Linked DNA regions of Sus scrofa: region 1 is linked to region 2. Evidence: chromatin contacts called from public promoter capture Hi-C data. All regions are on one chromosome and are shown on one strand. The core of a region is the stretch at or near the end of the contact, and the rest is flanking DNA. Distances in the headings are between cores, read along the strand shown. Region 1 holds the start of TRMT6 (tRNA (adenine(58)-N(1))-methyltransferase non-catalytic subunit TRM6). Region 2 holds the start of TMEM230 (transmembrane protein 230).

Region 1 (3,642 bases), core at 506-3,005, 650 kb before region 2:
ACTGCCAGTTATAAACTAAGTTAAAGGATGTTAACAGGATGTAATGTACATTACAGGAAAAACGGCCAATATGTTATAATAACTTTGTTTTTTTTTTTTTTTTTGTCTTTTTGCTATTTCTTGGGCCGCTCCTGCGGCATATGGAGGTTCCCAGGCTAGGGGTCTAATCAGAGCTGTGGCCGCCAGCCTACGCCAGAGCCACAGCAACGCGGGATCCGAGCCGCTTCTGCAACCTACACCACAGCTCACGGCAACGCCAGATCGCAACGCCAGATCGTTAACCCACTGAGCAAGGGCAGGGACCGAACCCGCAACCTCATGGTTCCTAGTCGGATTCGTTAACCACTGCGCCACGATGGGAACTCCTTATAATAACTTTGAATGGAACATAATACATAAAATATTAGGTCACTATGTTGTTTACCTGAAACTAATACCTTATAAACATTATAAATAATATTTTAATCAGCTATAAACAATAATAAACTATAAATTCAATAGTTCATTCCCAAGGGTTAAAATGTATAAAAATATACCCATACTCTAACGCAATTCATTACCAGGCAGCGTATCTGCATCTATATTTATTTACTTATTTTTATATTTTTGTCTTTTGCCTTTTTTTTAGAGCTGCATCCACAGCATATGGAGGTTCCCAGGCTACAGGTCTAATTGGAGCTGTAGCTGCCAGCCTACGCCACAGCAACGCCAGTTCTGAGCCGCGTCTGTGACCTACACCACAGCTCACGGCAACGCGGATCCTTGACCACTGAGCGAGGCCGGGGATCGAACCCTCAACCTCTTGGTTCCTAGTCGGATTCGTTTCCGCTGCGCCACAATGGGAACTCCCGCAGCTCTATTTAAAAAGATTTAATTAATACGTTAATAACTAAACAAGTTCACGATCTTAAGGCACTAACATGGCTTTGATAATCATGTAGACCACATCGTACGTCAAGAAACTGAAGCAAAAAAAAAAAAAATTAACTATGTGCTTGGGCTGTGCGATGGAAATCCTGTGAAATCAGACTGTTATGATCATTATAAGCTACAGATGTGATAAATTCATTTGAGTAATAAAAAATGAAATAAAATTAAAAAAAATTAACTGATCAACTGGTGACAGAACGAAGCTCAAATTTCCTATCCACATTCCCAGGCTGAAGCTCTCCTTCGACAACGCTATGTCCCCTATCTTTCTCAAAGGAGGTAATACAGTGGGAATAACTACTAAGGAGTAGGACTGGAGAAAGAGGCAAGGACCCGCCCGTCGAGCTGCTATGCTTGGTCAAATACCTCGCTTCATTTAAGTCTTCTCAGACTAAGTTTTTACTTGCAAAGGATGACAGGTCACAGAGCTCTCTTAGTTCGTGGATGGGTTGGCTCTCCCTTCCTAGCTGGGGGAAGCTCGGCGGAGCGGAGGAGACTCCACGGTCCGAGCTCCTCAGATGACTCTGCCTAAGTCCCGCAGACTCTTCGCCCTCAGCTTACCTGACGTCCCCGGGAGGGGCCAAGGATTGTACGTCAAAGCTGCTCGGGGACCTCGGCTTCTCCACTGAGGCTGCAGTGGGTCGCCGAATAGGTCTACTTCAGGCAGCCACAACAGGGTCTGAAACCTAACTCCAGTCTTCTAAGTTCTTTTTTGGCGCTTCTGTGACGCAACTTCCGCCCGTAGCTGCGGCGTGACGGGAGGGGCGAGATGGAGGGCAGCCAATCAAGGAGATCGGCCAGACGGAAGCTGTGAGGCTCCCGGAAGTTGTCCTGAGGCTCTGACCGGAAAGCGGAAGCGGTGCGCAGCACGTGGGGGAGGTGCAGATCTCTGGGCTCGGCGTCCCCTCGGTTTGTGCGAGGCCAGGCCGCCGGCGGCGACAACCCTAGACGAGGGGCGGAGAGGGAACTAGAGAGACGCCGCGGAGCTCAGAGATCGGCTGAGCGTCATGGAGGGCTCTGACGAGCAACCGGGCCCACAGCCACTGCATCCCGGGGATCACTGCATCCGCGACGGCGACTTCGTGGTGCTGAAACGGGAAGATGTGTTTAAAGCAGTGCAAGTCCAGCGGAGAAAGTAAGTCAGGTCTCTGGCCTTATGGTTTCCCAGCCCCCACCTTCAGGAGACGCTCTCTCTCATTAACTACTCTCGGGTCTTCGCACCTAGGCATTTGCATCCAAGACCCCGTTCTCAGCCCCTGGGATCCGTTTCACCCCACCTGTCTTAAGCATCCCGCTTAATCTTTCCACAGAGTTCTTTTCCCATTCTTGGCTTTAGGTGCCTTGCCTCTTTCACCATCCCTGTCCCGGAGTTCTTTTCCTAGGTTCTTGAGGTCTTCTTTCCTATCTTCTCACAGAACCCCTTCACCCTCTGATCTCACCCTTGTCTCCCAGAGTCCACCCAACGCCCCATCACTACTTTATTTTGTATTCTTGAAACCAATACTTTTTTCTTCTCAGATTTTCTGATTGGAAATGTGTATGTGCTTCCAAGTACATAATTTTGAAAAGTGCTAATACTAATTATTTAAACTTTTTAGTTGAAATATAGCAATGCAGCAAAGTCCTTAGGTCATAAGTTGGATGAATGATTTCAGAGTTACACAGCTGTATAGTAACTGTAGGTGAAACTTCGGTTTCTCTCTTGCATTGTCCTTTTAAGTTACTTTATTGTGAAATGTGATTGTTAGAGTATACTTCTCAATAGTGTGCTCTTTCAGACAAGAGCTTTTTATTTCTAAGGAGACATCTCTATTTCTGAAACATATTCTTTAGACAGTCATTTTGAAACATTTCCATCAGTTTTCTTGGCAGCAGCCATGGCATTAGTTTCCATTTTATTTAGAAAATTAAGCTTTGAGCTCAGTTACATCCCAGGCCAGATTCTCCCTTCACTATTCCTCAAGGCTGCATTCATCTGGTTGTGCAGAAGCAATCCTGGCTCTCTGAGCAGACTCTGCAAATACCACTTTTTCCCAGCAAAGCACACAGGGTCCACTTTTCCTGACTAGGGCAGTGACCTCCTGTTAGGCCAAACAGTTTGCCTGACACACTCTGCTTTGCCTACCAGACCAGCTGCCAGAGGGATAAACCCAGCCTAGCTCAGACGCAGGGGCACTCTGCTAGCCCTGGGGTACTCAAAGGATGTGGTGGGGGAAGATGCACATCTGGGCTGAGCTGAGTTTCAGCCTCTCTGAGGGGGTTTATGTCAGTGTATATTTTGAGTATTAAATGTTAATCACTGAGGACCCAGCAAAGAACAAGAATTGACCCTACCCAAATACTTGGGGAGAGTCACTGAGATGGTTCAGATGAGGAGATTTAATGAAGAAATGACAGATATACTTACAAGAGATGTGACAAAGTTTAGAGAACCACCAGTAGAGACTGGTGATGCACCCAAGGGTCTAGAATGTTGGGAAGCCTTCAGCATGAAAGGCAGTCTTTGCATCTGTCCTGGTTGGCTTCATAAGAAAGAGAAGGTATGGGATGGGGCATAAAGAAAATTACACAGTGCGCATCTTTCAGGATTCAGAGTTCTGTTTACATGGGCCATGTCCTGAAGCTAAGCATGGCTTCCGGAGATCCATTTATTTCCTGGGTAGACAGTGTGGTATAATGGAAAGAACGAGGCTGCATTCAGACAGGCTAGGA
Region 2 (3,840 bases), core at 868-3,367:
CCCGCTGAGCCACAAGGGAACTCCTATTTTGTTTTAAAATGTAATTATAAATGGATGGGTTGCAGCTTTCTTGATATTTTTCAATTTGATGAAGTTTGTTTTCTCCCTTAGGTTACCATAGAGATGAATGAACCAGTTCAGCTAACTTTTGCACTGAGGTACCTGAACTTCTTTACAAAAGCCACTCCACTCTCTCCTACAGTCACACTCAGTATGTCTGCAGATGTACCCCTTGGTAAGATAATGTATTTGTTGAGTCTTGTTTTGTAGGTAGTGTATGTGGTACTTCTCAGTAATTAACTATGTTCCTATTTTCTTTCAGTTGTAGAGTATAAAATTGCTGATATGGGACATTTAAAGTACTATTTGGCTCCCAAGATCGAAGATGAAGAAGGGTCTTAGACATTCTCAAATTCCAAGAAAATTAAACTAAGCTCTTTGAGAACTGCTTCGGTGATGCCAGCACATACTTAATTAAGTCTCTTCTTTGTACCTCTGAGTACATATGTAGATACTGTTTTCTGTAAATAACCTGTTTTTTTTTTTTCCTCCATTCTCTACAATTTAAGTCCAAAGTCAAATCTGGTCTTGTTAGCCTAGAAATACTCATTAATGATTTTTATAAACAAAAGGGTTTTGACTCTAAATACAGTTTTAAGTATTGTTTTCACTTTAAATAAAAGTCATTTGAATTTCAAGCATCCCAGGACAGTGCCTTCATTTGGACCACAATGGTTGCAAGTATCCTAGGGAAGTCACAATTCAAGCAACTTTTTCATGTAAATGTGTTTTTTTTTTTTTTTTTTCCAGTCAGCTTGTTATGAATTAGATATAGCAATAGAAAGTATTTAAAATACAGTAGGTGACAAAACACTTGCCAATCTTATTTTGGTATTTTGACTTGAGCTCAAGAAGTGCAAAGGGGAGAGTAGAACAAATCTTATATATTTTGTTGTCATTTTTGTTACTAACACTTTACAGAAGCTTAATGTACCTAAAAAGTTCTATGGGCTTTGTAAGACTAGCATTGTTATAGAGCAGTGTGTTTCTTTAGCCTAGGGCGCCTTGTACAGGAGTATTGGAAGTTTTTGTAGATGTGTGATAGGGCCCAAGGAGTGTGTTTGTGCAAAAATAATTTCTCTAGTGTAAGCCTCCTTTTGGAGGACTTAACTCCTTTTAAAGGATGAAGATGGCTTAAATTCCATAGGTGTTGAATTCAACCAAGAAAGTGAGAAGGCCTGGCAGTAATTGTGCTACAAGGTCACAAATTGGCATGCTGCATAATGAGAATTGCTTTATTGTTCTTTTTCTAGTGTATTTTGTGGTTTGGCGTATTATATGACTGGTTTTTGTTATATCTGCGCTGAGTTCTAGTTTCTGGATCCTCAAACTTCCTGTGCCCTCTGCAGTTTGTCTGGGGCATAGGGAAGGAGATTGGCTGCAAAGGGCCCAGATAAATGTTTTTGGAGTGATGGAAATATTTTTATCTGCACTATGGTGATAGTTCCAAAACTATATGCATTTGTCAAAACTAATCCAATTGTACTTTATTATATGTAAGTTATACTTTAATAAACCTTGACATTTTAAAAAACGATGTGTTGCCAATGTCCCCCATGGGCTGGCCTCTTACCCAAGTAAGGCCTGGAGGAGAGAGAAACACAAGAAGTGGGGTGCGGTATAGAAGGGCAGAAACGGCCCCAGGGGGAAGGCGGCCAGCCCTGGGCTTAACGGTGTGCTGACAGTTCCGGGCTTTTGGCACCTTTGCCGGCTAGGCTTCCGCCTCCCGAGGGCGACACTGACGGCGCCAGAGGGGCGCGAAAGAAACACGTAGTCGGCTAGCCCTGGGCCTGACTGTGACCCAGGCGGCCCGACTGCCTAGGTTCCCACCGGGTGGAGGTAGTCAGCAGCCAGCTCAGGTTGCGGCGCCTCCTGAAACCCAACGTGGCGCGCTCCACCTCCGCAACTCGTTGCTTTCTGCGGGCCAATCACTCGACCGTAGGCCGGAAGCCGGAACGAGACGGCGTCGCTCCTGGTGACGCCACGCCTGGCACGCCAACTTCCCGTATGCCGTTTCCGGCGCCCCGCTTGTCGGAGGCGGGGCGGCAGTTGGGGGAAGTGTGCCATGAGGCTTCGGGCGCGCTTTCTGCCAACCGTGAGCGAGCTTTTGGCGCGGGGCTCCGGTAAGGCCTGCGGTAAGGCGTGCGTACGGCTGGCAGGGAGCGGAAGTGCCCGCTTGAGGCTCGCGGCGTGGTGGAGACTGCGCTCCCCGCTGACATCCAGCCCTGAGTCCTTGCTGTGGAGCGTTCGCCCGCCTGAGGCAGGGCTGGCTTCTTTCCAAAAACCGGTTTTTGTTTTCCGTCTAAATTCGCCTCGGTTCTGTCTCTTGCTGGCTCGGTCTGGGCGGGCAGGGAAGTAGCGTGTGTGGAGGCGAGCAGGCACTGTGTTGAGTGCTTTGCTGTTGCTCTTAACATTTCTTGCTACTACATTCAAGTGCTGAGGAAGTGTTGGGCTTGCGGTGGGACTGGTAAAAAAAGCTTGCTGGGAACTTGACCTAGTACTTGGAAAACGTTGATTTATTTACGTTTGCCTTTCGCTTCTTTGCCACCAATGAGAATTCGTCTCCCCTGTCCTTCACGTCCTGCATTTCTTTATGTTTTGATGAGGTGTATGAATAGTTAATGGAAGTGTATGTGAATTTCTTTTTTTAAACACTAATACAAATCAAACGTGATAAATGCCCTCAAAACCCCCACATACTGGTAGTCTGGACTTTTAAGTTTTATGGAATTAAATTTAGATCATCTTGTAATTGGGTTCTCAACATTTAAAAACCTAGTGATTGACGCAGTTTGATCCAGCCGTTTTAGAAAAGCCAATAGGTTAGCATACTTTCTTTTTCAATACTTGATTTCTTCGACAGCATGTAATTATTAAAAAGGAACGTGAGCATTTAGCACCAATTCCTTTATAATGCTAGTTTAGGTTGACTGCAGGTCACTTAAAACAGCTCATTAAAAAACATAAAATAAAAAAATCCCAGCTCATTAATATCCGGTATTAAGTATATATAAGGCACTTAAAAAAGCACCTGTCAAGCTAACACCAGGTAGTTGTTAGCTGCTATTATAATGACGATTGTTTGCAATATGTCATACCAAAGGAAGGGTGGTCTTTTATGTTTTATGGGTTTTTTTTTTTTTTTTAAGTGTTGCCCTTTTTGAAATAGTTTTCTTTTTTAAAGATATGTTTCACTTTTAGAAATCAAATAGCTTCATGATCAAAGTAGATTTACTTGTTTCATTAACATTGTGATTTTTGTAGAGGAAAAGTACACAAATGTGTTTTTCTTTTTAGGGCCACACCTGCAGCATATGGAAGTTCCCAGGCTAAGGATCGAATTGGAGTTGCAGCTGCCGGCCTACAAGGGATTAGAGCCGTATCTGCAACCTATGCCGAAGCCTGTGGCAATGCCAGATCCTTAACCCATTGATTGAGGCCAGGGATCGAACCTGCATCCTCACAGACACTGTGTTGGGTTCTTATCCCACTGAGCTACAATGGAAACTACCTTTTTTCTTTTTTTTCTTTTTTTGGACTCTCCTTCAGCATTTGGAAGTTCCTGGGCCACAGCATCGACCCAAGCCACTGCAGTGACAACCCACTGCACTACAAGAGAACTCCCAAATGTTTTTCAAGGTAAATGTCAGTGTTTTTTAGTCTTTTATTTTTTTTTATTTGCTTTTCAGGGCTGTACCTGTAACCTATGGAAGTTTCCAGGCTAGGGGTCAAATTGGAGCTACTCCTGCTGGCCTATACCACAGCTCACAGCAATGCCAG

The links. Promoter capture Hi-C pulls out the DNA fragments that hold promoters and counts their contacts.
Region 1: a promoter capture Hi-C map of fetal liver shows a contact between it and region 2, with 3 times the contacts expected there. The contact joins the promoter of TRMT6 here to the promoter of TMEM230 in region 2. A contact is called at or near these places in 1 of 5 promoter capture datasets (fetal liver) and 1 of 47 Hi-C or Micro-C datasets (liver).

What each region holds. Positions count from the first base shown.
Region 1 is chr17:14,788,431-14,792,072 of Sscrofa11.1, reverse strand. It overlaps TRMT6 (tRNA (adenine(58)-N(1))-methyltransferase non-catalytic subunit TRM6), which reads left to right and starts at 1,755. Exons shown (of 9, transcript XR_002339863.1): 1 at 1,755-2,065. MCM8 (DNA helicase MCM8) reads right to left here and starts at 1,675. Exons shown (of 17, transcript XR_002339862.1): 1 at 1,492-1,675.
Region 2 is chr17:14,134,634-14,138,473 of Sscrofa11.1, reverse strand. TMEM230 (transmembrane protein 230) reads left to right here and starts at 2,117. Exons shown (of 4, transcript NM_001244345.1): 1 at 2,117-2,183. PCNA (proliferating cell nuclear antigen) reads left to right here. Exons shown (of 6, transcript NM_001291925.1): 5 at 112-235; 6 at 323-728. The coding sequence ends at 402.